Linked DNA regions of Mus musculus: region 1 is linked to region 2. A link is a contact called in public HiChIP or PLAC-seq data. All regions are on one chromosome and are shown on one strand. Each heading gives the region's core, a stretch centred on a gene start, on an enhancer-like site or on the middle of the called end of the contact. The rest is flanking DNA. Distances are from core to core; before and after follow the strand shown. Region 1 has its middle 9.3 kb from the start of Lmna. Region 2 holds the start of Gm3764 (predicted gene 3764).

What was found. HiChIP or PLAC-seq counts read pairs in DNA pulled down with a chosen protein or histone mark.
Region 1: a contact with region 2 is called in an HNF4G HiChIP or PLAC-seq map of pancreatic cancer cells. The contact joins two enhancer-like sites. A contact is called at or near these places in 1 of 484 Hi-C or Micro-C datasets (embryonic stem cells) and 3 of 115 datasets of contacts at active chromatin or transcription factors (effector CD8 T cells, embryonic stem cells and pancreatic cancer cells).

What each region holds. Positions count from the first base shown.
Region 1 is chr3:88,509,711-88,515,641 of GRCm38.p6, reverse strand. It overlaps a transcript of Lmna not described here. Among named protein-coding and RNA genes, the nearest start is that of Lmna, 9.3 kb to the right of the region's middle. Within about 2 kb of position 2,466, at least 118 of the 459 cell types and tissues checked have an H3K27ac peak or open chromatin away from gene starts, as enhancers often do. A contact at or near this core is called in pancreatic cancer cells, where this site is marked.
Region 2 is chr3:88,206,392-88,212,033 of GRCm38.p6, reverse strand. It overlaps Gm3764 (predicted gene 3764), which reads right to left and starts at 5,361. Exons shown (of 10, transcript NR_168089.1): 1 at 4,680-5,361; 2 at 2,318-2,399. Within about 2 kb of position 1,658, at least 21 of the 459 cell types and tissues checked have an H3K27ac peak or open chromatin away from gene starts, as enhancers often do. A contact at or near this core is called in pancreatic cancer cells, where this site is marked.

The sequences.
Region 1 (5,931 bases), core at 1,217-3,716, 300 kb before region 2:
GTTTTTCTTTAGCAGACGCTCAAGGGAAAAGAAATAGGGCAGAAGCGAGGGTTGCGCGGCAGGGAGGGTACATCTTCTAGGGACGGCCAAAGGCATCAAGGAGCTAAAGGGGGTACTCAGGTGGAGAAAAAGGTTAGAGGAAGAACCTATGGCTTGGGGCTCCTTGGTCCAGAGAGATGGTGAGGATGAGGCTGAGAGCTGAGTGAGTGGGGTCAGGGTGTCATGGGGACACATAAAGGATGACAGCTGGATCAGGAGGAGGAGTAGCACATGCCTGTAATGCCAGCTTCTAGGAGGATGAAGTAAGAACTGCCACAAGTCTGGGAATAGCCTGGGCTATACACTCCATCTGAAGTCAGGAATGGTGACTGTGATCATAGCACTTGAAAGGGAGAGGCAGGAGGGAGGAGGGGCAGGAAGGGCAGGGTTCACTATTGTCTTTAACTACAGAGCAAGCTCAAGGCCATCTTGAGGAACAGAGTCTAAGTCTCAAAAAAAAAAAAAAAATGAGGTGTGGAGGGTGGCGCGTACCTCCCAGATACCTGGATTCTGCAGGTGGAGTCAGCTAGAGCTCTGTGAGTTCAAAGCTAGTCTGGTCTGAATAGTGAGCTCTTGGGTAGTCAGGGCAACCAAACAAAAGCCACACCTGAGGCCCTGAGTGCCATCTCTAGCACAAATACAATATGAATTTATGTAGGACGCTGAGGTGGGGAAAGTCCGAGGCCTGAGAATCCATGGGGTCGATCTCTGAGCATTTCAAAGAGGGGAAGGGCACTGGGTTCTGGGCAGTGGCCAAGCCTCCCGTTTCCTTAGCCTCTCTGGGGGTGAGCAAGTCTGGGGATACTCTCTGCTCCCAACCTGTTGGGAGTGGGTTCTGAGGAGCAAGAGAGACCCTCCTGGGCTGGAGACACAGGGCAGCAGGGTGCTGTGGATATACTGTTGACCTATTAGGACACCAAGCTTCAGCCCAGCCCTACCCTATCTGGAGACTGAAGAGTGCAGACTTCCTGCTTGTCCTGTGCTGGGCTTGCCATGTTGGCCGCTTGCTTAGCCAGTTGTCTTATGTATGGCTGAGGCATTCAACTCTGTCCACCCTCCAGTCCATAGTTCCACTCACTCCCTGGCAATCCCAAGGCCTCCCATGGTGGCCCGTTGCCACACCCTGGCCTGCCAGCCTAGGACACACCTCCACTTCAGCCCCTCTTCAGGCGCCTCTCAGACGCCTACAGGCAACCCTGTGCCCTCCCTCTTCAGACTTTGGTTCCTGTGAAAATGAACCGTGAATTTAACTCTTGGGAGAGAAATCATAGAAACCAGGAAAGGGGACCCCTGGGGAGGGGTTAGTGAGTCACATCTTTATGGGTATTTTTCAAATTTTCCAATGGGAGTTTGGAGAACAACGGCCTTTTGGTTGCCAACTTGGATTTGCCTTTCAGCCATGTTGCTGCCTCAGCGGCCTCTTCCTCCTCCTCCTCCTCTTCTCTCCACATCCCTTTCTCTTTCTCTCTCCAGGATCTGACTCTAGCTTTAGCTGGCTCAGAGCTTAAGGCCTGAAGCTGCATGACCCTGAGCTACAGCGATCTGCCGGTCTCTGGGTGCTGGGTTTAGCATAGCGCTCCACCAAGCCCCACCCATGCTGGATTTCCACAGGCTTAATTCTAACTACTCGTCTGTACCTACTTCTAAGTTCTGCTTTGGTGTCTGGGATCCTCTCTTTTCCCTCCCTTTGTAGACTTGTGCAAAGGGACTTCTGGAAAGTCCCTCCTGTGGTCTAGTTTTTGTCTCTCCTCAGCAGATTACCCATATTGTCTCTGCTTCTGGGTAGACACATGGGGATCGAAAGTAGAGTTGGGGACTTTGCCCCTGGGGTTACTCTGTCCAAATCTCCAAACCTTAAAGACAACCATGTCTTAGCCTCAGGAGTTTCCTTCCCCCGAGATCTTCTTGCCAACCCTTCCTGCCCTGTCTGCAGAGGGCCAGGTACGGAGGAGGGTGAGATCAGGCTGTGGCTTCAAGAAGCTTTGCAGAACAGGGGCCTCACATTGAGGAAGTATGCAGAGAAGAGAGTCTGCAGCAGATCCTTTGGGTCCTGGGCCCCATAGCTCTCAACATACCCCGTGCTAGCGCCTAGCCTAGTGTCACAGCCTCTGGAAGAGGATTTATTCAGCATCCAGTTCAACTGGGGAAATGGGGAGGGGCACCTGAGGAGAGCGAGAAGATGGTGCTTTTCTCAAGAAGGTTCGGGAAGGTGGCTCCTGCCCCTAGTCCAGCCTGGTCTGCAGACCCTGAGCCGCCTGACTGTCCTTAGATGCTTCCTCGGGGTTCCTAGATTAGCTGTCAGTCATCTCCCGGCCCGCCCGCCCCCCCCCCCCAGCATCTGACTAATTCTTCCCAGCTTGTATGGCACATCCTGCCCCTGCTGTACCCATGCCAGCGACAGGCCACATCACATGGACTACATCTGGCTCCATTGGACACACCCTTCCTCCCCTCTTTCTCCCCTCTTTCTCCCCTCTTTCCCAGGGCCAGAACTTCTCAGACCCCCGCCCCCACCACCCCATAGAAGGCTCTAATGGCACGCTCTCCCTCCTCCTGCCCAGACATCATCCTGACTTCCCCTCAGCGTGTCTTCCCTCACTCAGTCCCTGCCTCCTGGCAGCCCACTCCCCCCTCGAGAAGGGGGCACTCATTACACAGCTTCTGTTCCCCAGAGCTAACTGGAGCGCAGGGAAAGCCTGCAATTAAAAATTTCCCCTTGTTCAGCTAGCTCTCCTGCCTGTTGCCAGTTGATATATGGTGCACAGGGCCAGTTGAGCCTCCAGGACTCAGGTGAGGGCCAGAGCGAAGTCTAAGGCTCACCTTCCAAGCCTGTTTTTTTTTTTTTTTTTTTAAAGGAGGGTTGGGGCGGAGCCTGGAAGAGCCTCCAGCTATTGGCCTCCATCCTCCTTCCTGCCTGCCTAGCAACTGTTGTCATCGGGTAAATATTTGCCCCACCAAGATCTGGGACTGATGTACTGGAGTCTGGCAGAGTAGTTGCCCCTCTCCTCAATTCTGTCTACCCAGCTCTCCACTTCAAAGTCTGGGCCTGCACTGCAGATGTGGTCCAGGCCCTCCATCACGGCAGAATTCCCCACAGCCTTCTCTTTCCTTCCTCTGGCCATTCTTTCCCTCTTCCCTGTGCTCAACTCTCGCTGATTCACCCTCTACTTCCTGACCCATCAGACACTCTCAGAGACTGAGTAAGGGCTTAGCCCAAGTCAAAGGGTTCTCTTCCCCTGCATATCTCTCTCTCTCTCTCTCTCTCTCTCTCTCTCTCTCTCTCTCTCTCTCTCTCCCTCCTTCTGACTGTGGATCCTTTGACAGTGTTGGTGCTTGCTGGGTCTTGGGATTCTATCCTCCAACAGGAGGTGTGTGTGTCCTGCATCGAAATGTCCTTCATTCCAGTAAGCTCCTGGGAAAGAAAAGAGGCACTGAGCCCCATATAAGCCAGGCATTCCCCCATTAGGAAGCCAGCGCCATATTTTACCTCCTCTGAGGTAGGCTTGAGGGAATCACAGGAAAGAAGCCACCCTAAACCTCCCTGAGCCTGGGGGTCACATCTAGCGAGGGGCCTGTTTTCACCTATGACCTGACTCTCCTCTCCAGTCAGGGTCTGAACTTCTGCAGTTCCTTTTTTCTCTTTGTCTGCCACTTCAGGCCAAAGTGCTTAAGGGTACCCTGTGAACTCTGAGCTTCCCAGACTTAAATGGCCAGTGGGTATCCCTCCAGGGCAGGCATTGGGCTGGCTTAGGGACGGTGGACAGGGCAATCTGGCCGACTGCACTAGTGAAGGTCAGGAAAGGAAGGATTTGCAGCAAGACACCTGGGCTCCTCCCACGCTGAAGCTTGCTGGCTTCTAGGAGTGACTGTTGCTCAAACAAACGGCCCCCATCCCCCCAACTCCACCAGCTGGTCTCACAGGGACCTAGTGCCCTCTCCCACTTGGCAACCCCTCTTCCCTACTCCTTCATGAAATCTCCCTTGCACTCCCTTATCCTCAAAAGACTTCCTCTCTCACTTCCCCAGGAGAGGGCAGTGGAGGCAGACCTAGGGAGTCTGGGGGCTAGACACAGTTGCAGAGGATACCCCAAAACTTAGAATGTAAAACATCAGCCTCGGGGTCACCCAGGCCCTTCTAAGTTAGCCTTCTGAGAGAAGCCTGCCCATGCGGTCAGTTGTCAGAGTGAAACTCAAGACCATATACAGTTGCAGGGCAGTGGTGGCTCACGTCTTTAATCCCAGCACTTGGGAGGCAGAGGCAGGCAGATTTCTGAGTTTCAAGCCAGATTGGTCTACAAAGTGAGTTCCAGGACAGCCAGGGCTACACAGAGAAACCCTGTTTTGAAAAACCAAAAAAAAAAAAAAAACCACACACACACACACACAGTTGTCTTTCCGTTTTTAAAGATTGATGTATTTTATGTGTAGGAGTGGTTTGCCTGCACGTGGGTGTCTGATACAAGTGGAGACCAGATGAAGGCTTCAGATCTCCTAGAACTAGAGCTAATGGATGGCTGTGAGTTACCACATGGGTGCTGGGAATCAAACCCAGGACATCTGCAAGAGCGACCATTGCTCTTAACTGCTGAGCCACCTCTCCAGCCACCCCCAAACACATGCACATCCACGCGCACACACACCTTAAAATCAAAACCACAAAACAGGATCTCACACATGTAATCCAAGATGATTTCATCTGGACATGGGGCTGTGTACAGCCTTCAACTTCAGTTTTTCCTTACTCCCTCAGCCTCCGAACTGCTGGAATGTGCCACCATGCCAGGCTTTGGTTGTCTGTCTGTCTGGTTTTTTTGTTTGTTTGTTTTTTGAGATAGACTCACTGTTTAACTAGTCCAGGCTGGCCTCGACCTGGGGAGCGCTGGATTAGAGGGTGTGCTCCACGTTGTATTTATTTAATTCTACTTTTCAGTTTTGTCTGTATAGCCCTGGCTGTCCTGGAACTGTAGACCAGGCTGGCCTTGAGCTCAGAAATCCATCAGACTCTGCCTCCAAAGTGCTGTGATTAACGGCATGTGCCACCATGCCACGGCTTCGGGCTGGATTTCTAAGTAAAAAGGACCTCTCTTACTATAAAACTGTGTGCTTTAGCTAATTAATCAGCCATCCCAAGATTAGTGATAAACGTTCCTTTTTAGAGGAAACCCCTCAGTCCTGAGCAGAACAGAACAATGGTCCACCCTCGTTCCAGGCCTCACAAACATTTCGGTCACCTAGACAAGGATTCCCTGTCCCCGCCCCCACTCGACTTCCTGGAAATGTTGGGGGTTGCGGTGAACCGACCCTTTTCTCTTGCTGGCATCCTGCAGTTGTGGCGCTTCTGTTTGTTGCCTTGGCAACAGGGAAAGGAAACCCCCATTTAGGAGGCCGGGGAGGCCCCAGCAACCACACACACAGATACACACAGGCTCACATGCGGCCGCCCACACGCAATAGCGTGCGTCACTCGCCTTCTGTACTGAAGCCGCAGGCTGTAGAGGGAGCGGCCCGTCGGGGAGCAGCCGGGATGCCCGCCCCGATCCAGTCCCTGGAGGAAGGACAACCACGTGCCCCGCCCCCGTCCTGCCCTTTCCGTTCAGATGCCCACCCCTCCTCCACCACCATCACCTGCCCTCCCCTCTCTCCCCGCAAGCTGGTGGAGAGGAAAGCTGGAGCTGAGGAAGGCCTTTAGCCCCGAGCCTGATCTTTATTTTGATCTAGTCTGGTGTGTATTGTAGAGTGGTGAGTGCTGACACAGTCCAGGGAGCTCGAGGCACCCAAGTGGAGGGAGGGGAAGGTGGTTTAGAACGCTGAGATAGAGCGCCTCCTAGATAGAGCCAGTTCCTGCGCACACTACAATTTGCTGTTGGGTTGGGTTCCTGTCTAGTGTTTAGG
Region 2 (5,642 bases), core at 409-2,908:
GAGGTCAGAGCCAGCCTTGGAAAAGAGAGCCCTAGCTGCTAGTAAGATGTTTCCCTTCCGTCTCACCAAGTTTTACCATTCCCAGCCCTCTACAGGAACCCCCTGCCCTGGAGTCCTGCAAGCCTTGAGGTAGGAGGCAGCTGAGCCAGTCAAACTTTTCCTCTCAGGCACTGCTGTATTTTTGTTGGGAAGGAGAGAATACACAAAGATTTCCTTGTCCGATGTACACTCCCACCCCATATTCCTAATGGCCAAATTCAGGCTCAACTGGACTTTCTCAAAAATTAACCTTAAGGAAGAAATGAACACACTTTGCTGGGTGCTAAAAAATTGTTCCCCACACAGCAGATACAGAATAAAGTCCTGCCACCTTTTATATTGAATTTGAGCTTTTTAGGGGCAGTTCAGTTTAACAGCATCCAAATCAAGAAGATAACCCACAAAAGAACAGCCCACTGCATGTTAGAATGCCCTCCTCTGTCCAGTTGCCAGGGAAGCAAATTTTGTCTGGGTTCACAGGACAAGCTGGCACCCCCATTGATCCTTTAGGGGTGCAGGTGAATGACACCTTTGCCCCAGTGTAAATGGGACCTCACTATGCACAGAGAGAAGCAGAGGACCTTCTGCTCCTTTTAACTGGAATCAGTGTGAGTATAAATTACGTTCTTCCAGTTTAAAATAAGAAACTCCTTCAAAAGTAGTCCTCAAAGACAAGTTTTTTTTTTTCCTTTTTTCTTTCTGACGTATTGTATTCTTCCTTCACAAACCAAAACAGTAGGGAAGGTTTATGCAGAATCTTTGAGAAATGTATTTGTGTCAGAGGAGACAACAGAGAACAGCAATGGATGCAGCAAGTCTGCAGGACTCAGGGCTGGGCACAAGCGCCCAGAGGGCTGGATTGGCTCACCAGCCTCAGTCTCCTAAGGAGCAGAGCCCTTTCTGTCTCCTCCAGCACAAAGCAGTCTACTCTCTGGTGGCCTGTGGCTCTCACTGTGACTACTTCTTGGGAGGACATTTCAACTCTTTGTGCTAATAGGGGTCTGTGGGTGTTCCAGGAGCCTTCATCCTTTGGGGGTTCCTGGGATCAAACCCAGGGCTCAATACATACTAGGCAAACACCTAAGCCTTGAGGCACAGCTACAACCAAAGCCAATGTCCCCTCTCAATACAGCTGCCCACCTATTGTCTCTGAGTCTGAAGGGCCTACAGAGACAGAAGCACAGGCTCAGTTATGCTGTCTGGACTGGACCTTTTGAGACTCTATGTAAACTTTGGCAGTAAAGCACTTTCCTGAAATAGTAAAGTAGTGCATAAGGGATTAATGCTTAGAAAGTATAATAAAAACATAGTTTTCCCTTGTTTGCAAGGTGGATTTGCCTTAAAGATACACTCAGAGCTTTATCTGGGGGTGTGCTTATCTCTGCAACAGAATTACTGTGCTACTAATTACTGTGGCTACTATTAAACAGTATTCTGTCACTGAATGCCTGCAATGTGTATAGCATTGGGACAAATAAAAGTAACAGCAGTTAGCAATGCACTGATGAGGTTAGGATGCCTGGAGACTCCATTTAGAGGAGGTGGCCCCTGAGACACACCCTTCCTGGAAGTGGGAGCATTTTCAGCCTTCCCAGCTCCTCCTGGTCTGCTCCCCATGGACTCACATGCCTATTGCCCCAGTCCTACATTGTAGGGAAATGAGACATGGTGACTAAGATGGCCAGGGGTCAGCTTAGTCATCCATGTTTCCCATAAGCTCTTCTCTGGTCAAAAGCGCGAGTGTGTAAAGCACACCCATACTCAATCACAGGCATGCACTCTCACACCCATAAACTCAGACACATTCAGTGGTAAATTCATGGACAAGGCAAGTAGCATTATCTCCCAATGCTAAAGGTGCTCATGTACCCACTCAGCGACTTAAAGACCCAGCTCCCCCCACCCCATCCATCCCAATCTATACTGCTCTCCTGGCTCACCTGACACCCCCTTAGCTATCTCTGTCCCTTTCTCAAACCTTTCTCAACCACTTCCCCAGAGTCAAAGACCCCCATCTCGTCCCCAGGGAGCTGTGGAAGAAGAGGGAGGGCGCTTTCCTCTCTGCACCGAACCAGACACAGGGTGGCCTTTTGTCCCCAGGCTATGTTGTTTGCATTGCTTCTTAGCTTTGACAATGCAGTTCTTACTACAAAATGGACCAAAATCAAAGCCTAGAAGAGACAGCGAGTGGGGTGGAGAGCTGGGGTGGAACAGGACTAGCTTCCCTTTTCCCCTCCCCCACCCACACCACCATCAAAGCAAGGAAGGAAATAAATACCCCAAAGCCAGAGATGCCGGCCACCTACGATGACATCCGGACAAACGGAACACGGAGGCTGCTTCTGGATGGATGGCTGCTTCTGTGGAGGGAAGGATACAGAGGTTAGGGCTTGGTCCTCTTCCCTCCATCAGCAGTCTCTCTCCAGAATTCTCCCATTGCTCCCCAGTTTGATCCTCAGGGCTCAAGCCTGCCCAGCTAGCTCAACAAAAGACTGGTCAGATACCCTGCCAGGTCTCTCAATTAGTTCTGGATGGTGACTCTGGTCTCACTGCCTTGACCTCACCACCACGCCTCCACACCTCCACCCAATCCTCAAGGCCCAGTGCCTGAGGTGAACCCACCTGGAGGACTCTCTCACAGCAAGCTAAAGCCAACTACCCTCTCCTCACAGATTTCTTGGGCTATCACAGTGCATGCATAGGTGGAATGGAGAACCTGGGCCAGGGCTATCTTTCTGTCTGCCCTATAAACTGTTAAGTGCTGTGTGCATCAAAGATATTCTCAATTGTAGCTAGGCCTGGTGGGACACACCTGTAATGCCGGCATTCCATAAACTGAGGCAAGAGGATCAAAAAAGTTCAATACCTCACCTTAAAAATCAATAATGATGGATACTATGATCTCTGCAATCGCATTTCCTCCCTTCCTTCCCCTGCCCACTCCTGTCTTTAAATCCTTGCATCTTTCAGGATCCAAAAAGACATGCCGTGGGTATCAGTGCTCTTCTCTTCATGTACACAAAAGGCGTGAATACAAAGCACTGCCTATTATTTAATGTTCGGTGAGGGTTCCACACACATTTCACAGTGTTTTTCTAATTTTTTATATTCAGATTAAATTTAGGGTTTGGGGAACAACATAGGTAACTCCTAAAAACACTCTAATGAAATTCCACGTTGATTATTTTATTATTTAAGTCAGGGAGAAATTAAATGCAGAAGAATTTGGGGGCAGGGGGAGCTGAGGAGTAGAAATGGGCCTTCCACCCAAGCTGGCTTTCTAGGAGTGTTCTGCAAACCTCTTCCCCACTTCCCACACTCAGTGCTCAAATGGCCCAGCTCCTTTGCAGCCCCAGCCCCACGACACCACCCCTTCATTGGTTGTGGGGGGGCCCCAGTCTGAAACTATTATCAAAGAGGACCCTCCTCTCCCATCAACTGACCTGAGAGAAGACAGGTGCTACAGCAGGGGGGAGCCTCCCACTTCTTTGACCTGATTCAAAGAGAGCTCAGGGGTCCCTATTGCTGCCCAGACACCCCAGACTCACAGTGCCCAGGGCAACTGTAAGAAGCCAACCCAGTGTACGTGGGACATGTGTGTGCAAATGAATGGCCGCTGACAGCCTCAGCCCCTCCTAGGAACCTAACCTCTGGGGCACCAGCACTGGTCTTTTCTGTTCCAATCTCTCCTGTTCCACATAATTACAGACTGTGTGCCAAAATTACAGTGTAGGTGGGGACTCAGGGCAGGAGAGTGGTGGCCTCTTCCTTGCATCCTGGTACTCTTTTAAAAAATTAAAACAAAAAACAAAATCCACTCCAAGACAGAGCAACCATGTTAGGGTAAATGTGAAGGAAGCTGAATCAGAGGTCCCCCAGCCCGAGTCTGCCCCTCGCTCCCTTTCCACTCGTGGGAACACAGTGAAGGAGAATGAAATTAATATAAATTCTGTAAAATGGTTCCCACCCACTCCCAATTCTCGTTTCCACTTTCCTAGAAACATGGGATGTTTCCCCTCACCCCAAAGTCCCCCCAGACTTGCTCTTCTCCTAAACCCCAGTCTCTGGGACAGAGAGGAATAAGGCAGACCAGGGGAGAGGCCCAAGAGTCCCGAGTCAGAGCCATTTCCCTCTTCCCTGGTGTCGGCTCTCCTTCCAGCCTCCCTCCGCTGCATTAAGATGTTGGCCATGTCTGGGGGAGCGAAGGGAGGGGCGGATTAATAGGATCAGTAGCACTGTGACCCTCCCCACCCTCCCACCCCCAATCTCATTGACTAATTTACTGAGCTCTGGGCTGACAGGGGCTGGGTAAGGGAGAGGGATCAGGGGCCTCTGGCCTGGGGCAGAGCCCTTGCTTCCAGCTCCCGATGGATGCTCTGGGTGCCCGGGAGGCAGGAGTGAAACCCGGTGGGCAAGAGGCCAATTCCACGCACGCACGTCTCCTTGTCGCCTGCTTCCTTTTTATGGACCCCCCCCCCCCAGTCTTTACCAGCTTTCCTTTCTGTGGTACTAGCCTCCATTAGCCAGGAGGAAGGTTAGGTTTGGATGTCTTGACTCGTTTTCCTAGGGTATCACCCTTCAAGCCCAGCCCAGATGCCTGCCAGGGCTCGGTCCCTCCCTGGACCCCAGTGTCTACTTACCTTGCCTCTGTGCCGCACGGAGAGGCCACTCGCCGCAGCTACCGCCCGCTGGTCTCTCCTAGCTCTTCTCTTCTCGTGGAGTGGAGGATGCGGCTCCAGTACCGCTGACGTAGCATCTCTTATCCATTCAGGAATTTCGTTTGCTTCTTTCTTTCTCTTGCTGCTCTCCCTGAAAAGCCAGGAAAAAGGGGAACGCTGCCCCTATCTGGGACCATGCCCACCACCAAAATAACAGTCTGTCCGTCCAGCCAGAGACGCCTCCTCCTCCTCCCTTCTCAAGCCTGGGGTGTGTGTGTGTGTGTGTGTGTGTGTGTGTGTGTGTGTGTGTGTCTTTGTCATCCCCACTGCTTTCTGCTGCCTTTTCTAACCCAATGCAGGAAGAAGGGGCCAGGGGACACTATTGTTCCTCCAGGCCACCCTTGTCCCCAAGGAAGCAGGGGAAGAGAATGAATGACAGAAGTACTCTTGTCCCTGTCCCCAGGCTTCTTTGAGTTTTAATTCACTTTTGAACTTGAGGCTGTGATTGAATGTGTGTGGGGCGTGTGGAGAGTGGAGCTGATGGAGACTTGTAGAAGACACCCTTTGCCACTTGAGGGTGGGGTGCTCAGTCCCTCCTTCCCCAAAGCTCCCCAGGCACCTAGCCCAACCAACTGGATTAATCACAAATTTAGATCTTGGTTGTGAAGGAATAAGCGGCCACTGGGAGATAAAGGCTGAGACCTGGACTAGGGACAGGGGCCACCAGTTCTTGGATGTCTAGACAGGAGGGGTGGAACCACAGGCTCAAAGTGGGAGATAAATTATCTTGTTCTTAGAGAACGATTTGGAGGTTGGTTTCCAGGGCTAGGGTTTAATATTTGGTGGAAGGTGAGGCCCCAGCGGTACAATGGTCGGGGGGCTCTTGTCTTTCACCCCCCACTCACAGCCCCTCCCCTTCTCTCCCTCCCACTCTTCCTGGCCTGC